2 separate regions of the Mus musculus genome follow, and region 2 is linked to region 1. A link is a contact called in public HiChIP or PLAC-seq data. All regions are on one chromosome and are shown on one strand. Each heading gives the region's core, a stretch centred on a gene start, on an enhancer-like site or on the middle of the called end of the contact. The rest is flanking DNA. Distances are from core to core; before and after follow the strand shown.

The links. HiChIP or PLAC-seq counts read pairs in DNA pulled down with a chosen protein or histone mark.
Region 2: an HNF4G HiChIP or PLAC-seq map of pancreatic cancer cells shows a contact between it and region 1. The contact joins two enhancer-like sites. A contact is called at or near these places in 9 of 484 Hi-C or Micro-C datasets (B cells, cerebellum, cerebral cortex and 2 more) and 2 of 115 datasets of contacts at active chromatin or transcription factors (T-cell acute lymphoblastic leukemia and pancreatic cancer cells).

What each region holds. Positions count from the first base shown.
Region 1 is chr11:76,258,369-76,263,174 of GRCm38.p6, reverse strand. It overlaps Nxn (nucleoredoxin), which reads left to right. Exons shown (of 8, transcript NM_008750.5): 6 at 1-167; 7 at 1,509-1,633; 8 at 4,428-4,806. The coding sequence ends at 4,610. Among named protein-coding and RNA genes, the nearest start is that of Mrm3, 17 kb to the right of the region's middle. Within about 2 kb of position 1,729, at least 88 of the 459 cell types and tissues checked have an H3K27ac peak or open chromatin away from gene starts, as enhancers often do. A contact at or near this core is called in pancreatic cancer cells, where this site is marked.
Region 2 is chr11:76,645,102-76,650,146 of GRCm38.p6, reverse strand. The region is part of intron 1 of Gm46288 (a long non-coding RNA gene); the gene reads right to left. Among named protein-coding and RNA genes, the nearest start is that of Gm46288, 21 kb to the right of the region's middle. Within about 2 kb of position 2,461, at least 51 of the 459 cell types and tissues checked have an H3K27ac peak or open chromatin away from gene starts, as enhancers often do. A contact at or near this core is called in pancreatic cancer cells, where this site is marked.

The sequences.
Region 1 (4,806 bases), core at 480-2,979:
CATCGTGCTGGACCCGCAGGGGGAGGTGATCACTCGGCAGGGTCGGGTGGAGGTGCTCAATGACGAGGACTGCAGGGAGTTCCCGTGGCACCCGAAGCCCGTGCTGGAGCTCTCTGACTCCAACGCTGTGCAGCTCAACGAGGGCCCCTGCCTCGTCCTTTTTGTAGGTATGGAGCTGGAGGGAAAGTGGAAGGCAGGTCAGAATGGACCTCTCATGGGAGGCAGATAGTATCCCCTGCCCCCAGCCACTCTCTACCATTAACAGTGTTGATCTGGGGTCTTTGTCTCCCTAGCAGCCTTGCTTTTGACCCCAATGATTTATTCATGGCTATCCCCCTGCAGGCGGTGGTCTGGAGCAGCTACTGCTCCTGCTGCCAGCTGGGCAACAGGTCAGGCAGGAAGATGGCCCCAGCCCCCCATGAACAGACCCTTTGTTGGGAAGGGAGATGGGGAGGGTGTTGCTTGCATAGCAGCTGTAGGGGGTGGGGCCCCCTCGGGCTAAGGCTCATCCAGGCCTGCTGCCACTTTCCTATGCTCTAATGAGCAATTCCGGGGAGCCACTAGAGCTGGCCCGGCTCTACCAGGTGGAACCCCGCTCCTTCACCCTCAGAAGCTATGTCTCGTGGCTAAGTAGAAAGATAGGAAAGTATCCCTGCAGACTGTGGCATGACTCAGGATGCTTTCACCACCCATGGCCAAGGAGGCCTGGGGAGTACCCTCAGCACCTTGCTACATTCTCTGGGGTCTGGTTTCGGGACCCTAGCATCAGAGCTGATAAGCAGACTGGGCCAGTCTTAGGTAGGAAGGCCTGTCACAGAGAAGCAGTCTTGAATTTTTTTTTCCTGTGGGGTTGTCTTGCCTGTTGCAGGTCCTCACACCCACATCCTGGGCCCTGTTTGGAAAGAGCTCTGAACCTGGGGACAATTCGGGACATTTTGGCTTTCTCCAGAAATGTGGAAACCAAGTCCCTGAGAAGCAGGACAAGTTGGATAGTAAATTAGATGAAGGTGTCCCCAGAGATCGTGTCTGGTCACCATGAGCCTCTTGGGCAGTATGACACCTGTGGGTAGACTCCTGTATCCTCTGTGTGCCTCGTGAGGATGCTATGCTGACTCCCACCACAGGCTTCAGCAGCCTCAGCCTCATGTGGCCATTCCTCATGTTCTCCTGCAGGTCGTCCCAAGCAGGTCTGCCTACCAGGTAGCTTTGGAGCAGGTGTGGAGTCCCATCACCACCAGAGCTGCAGAGGGGACCACAGTCCTCGGCTCTGTGACTGGGAGAACACTCCTAGGGGCTCAGGTGTAGGCATGGGAGCAGCAACCTATACAAACCCTGTATAGGTTTGTGAAGAACCTCATGGCAGGCGCTGCATGCTGGTGGGTAGGGTTCGAACTGCTCACTGAGCTGTTTGTGTCTAGTGAGCCCAGTGTGTCTCAGGCCCATCTCTGGTCACTGAGATTTGACAATTTAGAGTTGCTTGTCCTTCTTTTTCTGTTCCCCTGTCACAGACTCTGAGGACGACGGAGAGTCCGAGGCAGCCAAACAGCTGATCCAGCCAATAGCTGAGAAGATCATTGCCAAGTACAAAGCCAAAGAAGAGGAGGCGCCGCTGTTGTTCTTTGTGGCCGGGGAGGTGAGTGCGGAGGACAGGCCTGGCGTCCTGGGTACATGCAGGATATGAGTGATCTTGGCTTCTGGAGGTCTGAAGGGACCTCTGGGTCTGAGCTGATTGTGCCACACGCAGATGTAAGAGGAAAAGGTGTGCCCTTAGTCATCAGAAACCACTTCCTATCCCTGCTGTATCCCCCGCCCTTCCTTCTCACTCAGCAGCCCTCAGAACTTTAGGAAACCCTAGCGGATCTGTGTCGTCCCCCCACCCCCCGCACGGCTGAGAGCAGCACAGACATCCTTGCTCCCATCCGTGCTGCTGGATCAGAACCAGCCCCTGCTTTGCATAGATAGTACCAGCCTGGCTAATCCCACTGTGCCAGCCTGCAACACGGGCTTAGCCATCACAGGGATCCCGACTTAAAACACAGCTGAAGACACTTGGGGAGGTTGGAAATTGCTGCTGTCCCCCATCTGTTGCTCTCAAGGCCTAGTTCTTGAGCCCTCACTGTGCCAGACTGAGCAGGGGACATCCCCAGGGTCAGATGATGGCAGGTGCCCGGCCACCCTGAAAGCCTGGGAGGCTGCATCCTACAGGCACCTGCATTCTGCAAGATGGCCGTGATTGGCTGCGCAGGCGCTCTCCTGGCTCCTTCTGCACATGCTCATTGCCTCTCTACCCCACCCCAGCACCCCTCTGAGGCTCACATCAACAGACTCTATGAGGCCACCCTCCAGCTTTTCCTGCCCAGGTCAGAACCTCCAGTTGGTCAGAGCCTGTACACTGGATCCCAAGAGAAGGACAGGAAGACAAACAAGAGAGGCCAGACAGACACCCTAAGCCACCCATTCATCTCCTCAGTAACCACCCCTGGCTGCCCTGCTGGGCCCCTTGCAGGCAGCCCCAGTTGCCCTGCCCAGCTCTGGGGTGGAGGGGAACAAAGAGGGTTCACAGGCTCCTGCAGGGGAGAGTTGGGGGGGTCCCAGCCGCCCCACACAAAGCATAACAAGGCAGCTCTGCATGTATTAAACTCTAACCCCTGGAGAATAGCTCCTAAGAAAGATGGGTGCAGAAGAGAAAGGCCAGGCCGGGGGCAAGGCGGGGATTCAGGAGCACAGCTGAAAAGCCTTTGCAAGTTCTCTGTCCCCTAGGCGCCTTGCCAGGAACTTCACCTGCTGGTCTCCTTTGTTCTTCACCCTCTCACGGGGAACAATACTCATTATCCTGTTTCCTAGATGAGGGACATAGGCTTTAGCAGGGAGGAGGGCTGGGAGCACCGGGGGCTGGTTTCCTCTCTTAGCATCCTAGGTGTTAGGGATGGGATCTGGGCTCCACTGATGTCCCTTGCCAAGGCCACAAAGTAGGTAGCAGAGAAGGAACTGATGGGGTTACTGTGACTCCAGTGACAGGGCTCATCCTTTTCTGACAAATGGACCAGTTCATGCCTAGAAGGACAGACAGACTTGGGGCTGCTGCCCATGTGTCAGAAAGCTAGGCAGAGTCCCCCATGTCATCATCCATTGCTCCACTGAGATACCAGTCAGTCTTTGGCAACTGACTCGATCCAGCCCTCTGTTCTTCCGCTCAGAAGCAAGATAACCTGGCCTGGGGGAGAAGGGAAGGGAGACAGGGAGGTGGGACGTGGACATTGATTAACTGAGCTCCCATCAGTGTGGCCGAGGGCTGGGAGAGTTCTTTAATTCTTGTTGTCCTTTCCCAGTCCTGTCGCTTGGGACAAGCACTGGTTAATCTGAAAGCCTTTGAGAACATTAAAATTCATCTCTCTGGTTTGCTCAGGGGGAGGCACTGGAGCTCTTGGCTTGGTCCAGGCCTCCTGAAGGGATAATATGCACAGTGTTTGTCCAGGTGCTTCCCTCTGTTTATCGTGAAGGGTTCTATTAGCCCATGAGGAGGGCTGGACCTGGCGATCCATGCCCAGGATACAGAAGCATCCAGCCTTACGGGAGGCGTATGCTATGGTATGAGAAGGGAAGATGTCACTCAGAAACCCTCCTTAGTGTCTGGGAATGTAATAGATTTTGTCAGAGGAACCAGTGAGCTTAAGTTTCATGCTTCCTTCTCTCCACCCCTGTTTAAGGCCAGGAAGACCCCAAGCCCTTTCTCTGCTGGGCGAGCGACTCAAACCCTTTCATTAGATTTAGAGTGTTATATGTTGTACAGTGTGAAGTCCCATTTCCCACCAGGCTCTAAATGAGGTCTGTCTCATGAAAGGTCACCTCAAATAGTGGCTCCTCCATAAGAGTTTTTCCTTGTCTTTGGCCCTGTTTGCTTGTTTGGATGAGGGGTGTTTGAGCAGAGGGAACTCACCGGCCCAGTAGCAGGGATTACATGGCAAGGCACCAGCTTCTTAGACCAACACAGTGGAGTAGCGCCCAGGCTGGCTGTACTCCTCCTGCCTTCACTTCACACAGGGCATGGGAGACAGTAAGCTGTTGTTGAAAAAGATTCCAGAGTTGAATTCCTGACTTAGCCTCAGATAATCCACAGTGGGGCTGCAAAGAATTGAGAGCTGGTTGCAAAACCTAGCGATTAGGACTTAAAATTGTACCCTTTTTTTAAAAGGCAGAGGGCATGTTAAAGTCACTTTCATGCTCATGAAGAAACCTGGGCTGTGGGATGCAGGGGAATTGTTCATCCTTCTCCCTAAGGGAAGGTAGGGTCCTTATCCTCCCGATAGAAGCCCCCCCCCCCCCCCAGTGTGCTGACACTGTCCCTGTGCCATACACTCTAAGGACTGGACTCAGGAGACTCTCTTGTTAAAATGTACTGGTTTTCTTGCCCTTCTGGTGACTTCCAGGATGACATGACTGACTCCCTGAGAGATTACACCAACCTGCCTGAGGCGGCGCCTCTGCTCACCATTCTGGACATGTCAGCCCGGGCCAAGTACGTGATGGATGTAGAAGAGATCACCCCAGCCATTGTGGAGACTTTTGTGAATGACTTCCTAGCAGAAAAACTCAAGCCTGAGCCCATCTAGTGGGCTCCGGCCTCTGGAGACAGTATTTAAGACACAGTCTTCTCCCCTTCCTCCCCTCTGCCCTTGGACTTTTCCAGCGTGTCCTGAATCACACAATCCAAGTGTCCAACCTCTGTGGTGCCTTGTTTCTACATTAGCAACTCAGCTAGCACCCATGGGTGTGCATCCTCACAGTGGCAGCAGGTCCCACGGTGTT
Region 2 (5,045 bases), core at 1,212-3,711, 390 kb before region 1:
AGGGTCCTGGGGATCCGAACTCGGGTTGTCAGGCTTAAACACCAAGCACTTTACCCACAGTTACCCCCAAGCAGCCCCTCTCTTTCTGTCAGTGACCCCCCTATTTGTTTGGAACTCTATGTAGACCAGGCTGGTCTTGAACTCACAAAGATCCACTTGCCTCTGCCACCTGAGTGCAGGGATTAAAGGTGTGTGCCAGTATGGCCAGCTGTTATATTTAATTTATAAACAGGTGTGAATATACGAATATGAGCACAGGAATACAGGCAGTCTCGGGTCACGCAGCGGATATGGAGGTCCGAGGAAAACGTGTGGAAATCAGTTCTGCACTCCCACCTTGCTGGCTGGAGGCAGGGTCTGCTCTCTTATTTCTGTGCGTTTGCTGTTTACTGCAGCGCGGCTGACCTGAGAGCTTCCAAGGTGATTCTCTCATCTCCCGCCTTTCTAGAGAGGAGCCCTGGGACTCAAGATGTGTGCCTCCACAGCTGTTTTGTTGTTGGGTTCTTTATTTTATTATTATTATTATTATTATTATTTTATGTGTATGAGTGTTTTGCCTACATGTAGGCCTGTGCACCACCTGTGTGCCTGATGCCCGAGGAGGTGGTGAGCCTCCATGTGGGTTCTGGGAATCAAATCTGGGTCCTCTGCAACAACAAGTGCTCTAACCACTGAGCCATCCTTCCAGCCCCCACAGTCGGCTTTTAAGTCACTCTGGGGATGGACCTCTGGTCATCAGGTCTGCATAGTTTCCATTGCTGTGAAGAGACACCATGACCAAGGCAACTCTTATAAAGGTAAACATTTAACTGGGGCTGGCTGACAGATTCCGAGGTTTTAGTCTACTATCACCATGGCGGGGAGCATGGCGGCACGCAGGCAGACACGGTGCTGGGAAGGAGCTGAGTGCTCTACAAGGAGAGGACTACTGTGTCTCACACTGGGCAGAGCTTGAGCATATATATTACCTCAGAGTTCTTCCTCCATAGTGACACATGTCCTCCAACAAGGCCACATCTCCCAATGGTGCCACTTCCTGGGCCAAACATATTGAAACAACTACAAGAGGCAAGCATGTTTTACCATGAAGCCATCTTATCAGCCCTAGTTTTGACTTTCCAAGACAGAGAGACTCATGCAGCCCTACACTGGCCTCTGTCTCCTGAGCCTGCCCTTCCCCAAGGTGTCAGCATTGCTAGGCCTGTAAACTTCTTTTCTCTATTTTTAAAATCGATTTTTATTTATGTATATGGATGTGTGTGGATGTGTGCCACAGTGTGCTGATGCTCCTGGAAGCCAGAAGAAGGCATCGGGTCCCCTGGAGGTGGGGTTACAGCAATTGTGAGCCTGCTAGTGTGTGTCCTGGGAACTAAACTCACGTCTTCTATAAGATCAGCAAAACTCTTCATCACTGAGCCATCTCCCCAGCCCTATAAACCTCTTTCCTTTATAAAGCAAGCCCATCTCAGGTGTTTTACTACAATGATGAAAATCTAATACAGGCCTGGGTCTCAGGACCACTATCTTCACAGCCACAGAGCAGACACACAACAGAGTGAAGGGAGACTGGCTGTGGCCCCTCAGAAACTAACAGCTTTGCAAGGAGGAGGACTCTGAGATCCACTAAGCCACCTCTCAGGAATGCTGGGATTAAAGGTGTGGTCCACCACCCGATAGGCTAGTGTCCTTCTTGAACCCCACAAATGAATGGAGGTAGCTTTTCAAGCTATGCTCATGGGGATAGGAATACAACTGTCCTAGTTGGCTTCCACTGTCATCTTGACACAGTCATGACTTGACACAGAGTCATTTAAGAGGGGAGCCTCAGCTGAGGAACTGTCTAGATCTGATGGTGGGAGAATGTTTTATTATTAATCAATGCAGGAGGGCCCAGCCCACTGTGGGCAGCACCAGCCCTAGGCAGGTGGTTTTATATATATATATATATATATATATATATATATATATATATATATATATATATAAAAGCTAACTAGGCATGAGACCACATGTCGGCCAATTAGGAAGTAGCATCTGTCATGGCTCCTGCTGTACTTTCTTGGGCCATGAGTTCATATCCTTGTCAGAGGTAGTATTTCATGGACTAGCAAACAGTCCCCACTTCAGGTTCCTGCCTTGACTTCCCTCAACGAAGGACTTGTGACTTGCATATATATGTAAGATGAAATAAGCCCTTAGGTTGCTTTTGGTCAGAGAGTTTTATCACAAGATCAGAAAGGAAACCAGAACAACGGAGCAAGACTTGGAAACTGCTTCCTCGAGCAGGCACACTGCTCCCAAAACCCTACAAGCCCTACAAGGCCTTGTATCCTCCTGGGTCTCATCTAGCAGTTCCTGCCTCAGCCGCACGAGGGAGCCTTTGCCACTCCCTGCTGTCTTCAAAGTCCCCAGTCTCCTTAGGACTCCAGAAAGGGGCCAGCCTTTGAGGCTCTCCTGCCATGCAGAATGAGTTCCTTCTGAGCCCTGGGTGGCACAGGAGACTGGCGTGAGCTCGGGCAGCGGGGGAGGTTTCAGAACACAAGGCTATTTTTAACCTGGCACAGATGCCCTATTCCCAGCGAACGGAGGGGGTGGGGTAGGTGGGAAGCAATCTTGCCTTCCTGACTTATTGTTGTTTCATTAACCACTTCCGATGTTGGATACGAGGGGCATCACCTGGTTTCGTGGCTATTCTTCCTTGCCACAACCCCTTCCTGCTTCCCACTGCTCAAGCAGCGTTCTCCCCGCAGGGGGCAGAGAAGGAAGGGGAGAAAACGGGATTGACCAAGTGACGGTGACTAAGGGTGAGGAAGGGGTAAGCATTCTGTCTTGTGCTGTCAGCAGTGGGAGTGGGTCCAAAAAACCACTTAGCCCCTTAAATTGCTCACTTCTCCTCTCTCTAGTGGGTGTGCTCTAAATGGCTTGGAAAACCATTGCAGCTAATCAAAGGCAGCTGGAAGAGGGCCAGGCTGGACCCAGCAGGGGGCTGAATTGAGCCCGGATCCATTATCGCTACCCAGTCCAACATTTTAGTAGTGGGTTTCCGTCTGATTTCAGAGTGAGATGATTAGGTCATTATTTGTTAAATTATACCTTTTAATTAGTGGATCTATTAAAATGAAAAGCCTGAGAGAGGCACACAAGCCTCTGGGTTTTTGTTGGGGATTTATAATTACCACTGTTTAGAAGAGATTAGTGGGGGGGGGGGGCGGGCGTTAAAACCTTTTAAGAAAATCCTGGGAACAGAGATGCCAATAAGTAAGATATGGACCTTGCCGTTGCAGCTGTCTGCATCATTATCCATTTCTCATTACTGCAGAAAATGGGGGTGAAAGGGCCGAGGTCTAGCTCAGCAGTACAGCAACTCTCAGCATGCTGAAGGCCCTGGGTTCCACCCCCAACGCCCAAAATAATAAATCAAGGAAAAGATAATCATGCTTGGCTATGGCTTAGCATTAGAACATTTGCCTTGTGAGTCCCCAAGTTCCATCCCCAGCACTTACAAAGTCTATATAAAGTCACGCAGATTCTCTCTCTCTCTCTCTCTCTCTCTCTCTCTCTCTCTCTCTCTCTCTTTGGTGTTGGGGATGGAACCCAGAGCCTTACGAATATTCATAAATACTACTGACTGCTCCTCAAACCAGTTAGTTCAGTATTTTCCAAAGAGCGCGTCCAATACTGGTACTGAGAAACTAAAGGAGATCATGATTTTGGCCAGTACAGTGAGGAGTTTTAACCCATCATTCATTCCTTATAAGTTTGTGTTCTTGGGCGGTAGGGAAGTTGCGGGTGGTTAGGGGAGCGAGATACTGGATCTGTCTATGTAGACGTAAGCCTTTGGGGAGTTTGAGTTGGTCTTTGGGAGGAACCAGCAGGGATAATATGACGATGCTGTTTGGATTTGAGCTTCCTTCCTGTCGCTGTCCAACCTAGCTTTACAGAGTCCGCTGGTTGCAGAACGGCCTTAGTCCAGCAGAGGGCGCGTCACCGCCGGTTTTTAGACGCTCTCCGCTACAGGACGACACATTAGACCATCTGTGAGAGCCCAGCAGCATGGCTCTCCTCTCCCGCTGTGTTTCTTCTGTCTCTGCTGTCAGCAAGGAAGCCGATCTCTGCACACATTTGGTCTCTCGGACTATCAGAGGCCGCGGAGGCACATGCTCCGACTATTTTCATCTTTTTACTTAAAAGCAGCTCCTCGCTGCTCGCTTCACCACCAAGGGTATCTAAGCTACTTCTAAGACTTCCAGATCCGAAAGCCTTCCTTCCAGTTGCTCTATGTTCTGCAGACCCCATTGACAGCAGGCGGGGTGCCTCTCCCCAGTCTGACATGAGCTCTTGTCCACTGTTCCTCCTCCAATCTCCCTTAGACTTCATTACCGTGTCCTGTCATGGATCAAAAACCCCACGGGCACAGCTACTAGGAGCATCTTCTGTTCTCTGTCTCCAGGAATCAGCACAGCGTTTGATACAAACACCCCAGAAATACTCAATGCACAAATGAGTGCAGTCATGTAACTCATGTAAATTCAAGTTTAGGCTCTTCTCTCTCTCTCTGTCTCTCTCTCTGTCTCTCTCTCTCTGTCTCTCTCTCTCTGTCTCTCTCTCTGTCTCTCTCTCTCTGTCTCTCTCTGTCTCTGTCTCTCTCTCTCTCTGCACTGAGCAAGCTCTCTGCACTGGGGAAGCAGACATAAAAGGCACAGTTCCTGTCCTCAAAGAGACTGTAATCAGTAGAAGGCAGACATGAATCTGGGCAACTTGAATTTCCAGCTTCCTCTGGGTTGGCAGTTAATTTCACGCCCGCCACACAGGAAGGTTGCTGGCTGGCTGGACTAACACCCCCACCCCTGAAATTCAACCACAGAACTTGACTCCCAACCTTTCCTCGGGTTCTATTACTTGAAGCCCCAGCTTACGCTCTACATCCGATCCTTCCTATGAAACAGGACCACCTTGCCAAGGTCACGCTGATTGGACATCGGGGTTTGTCTGAGTCTAGTTGTCTCACAAGGAGGAAATGAGAAAACAGCCCACTGACGGGCAGT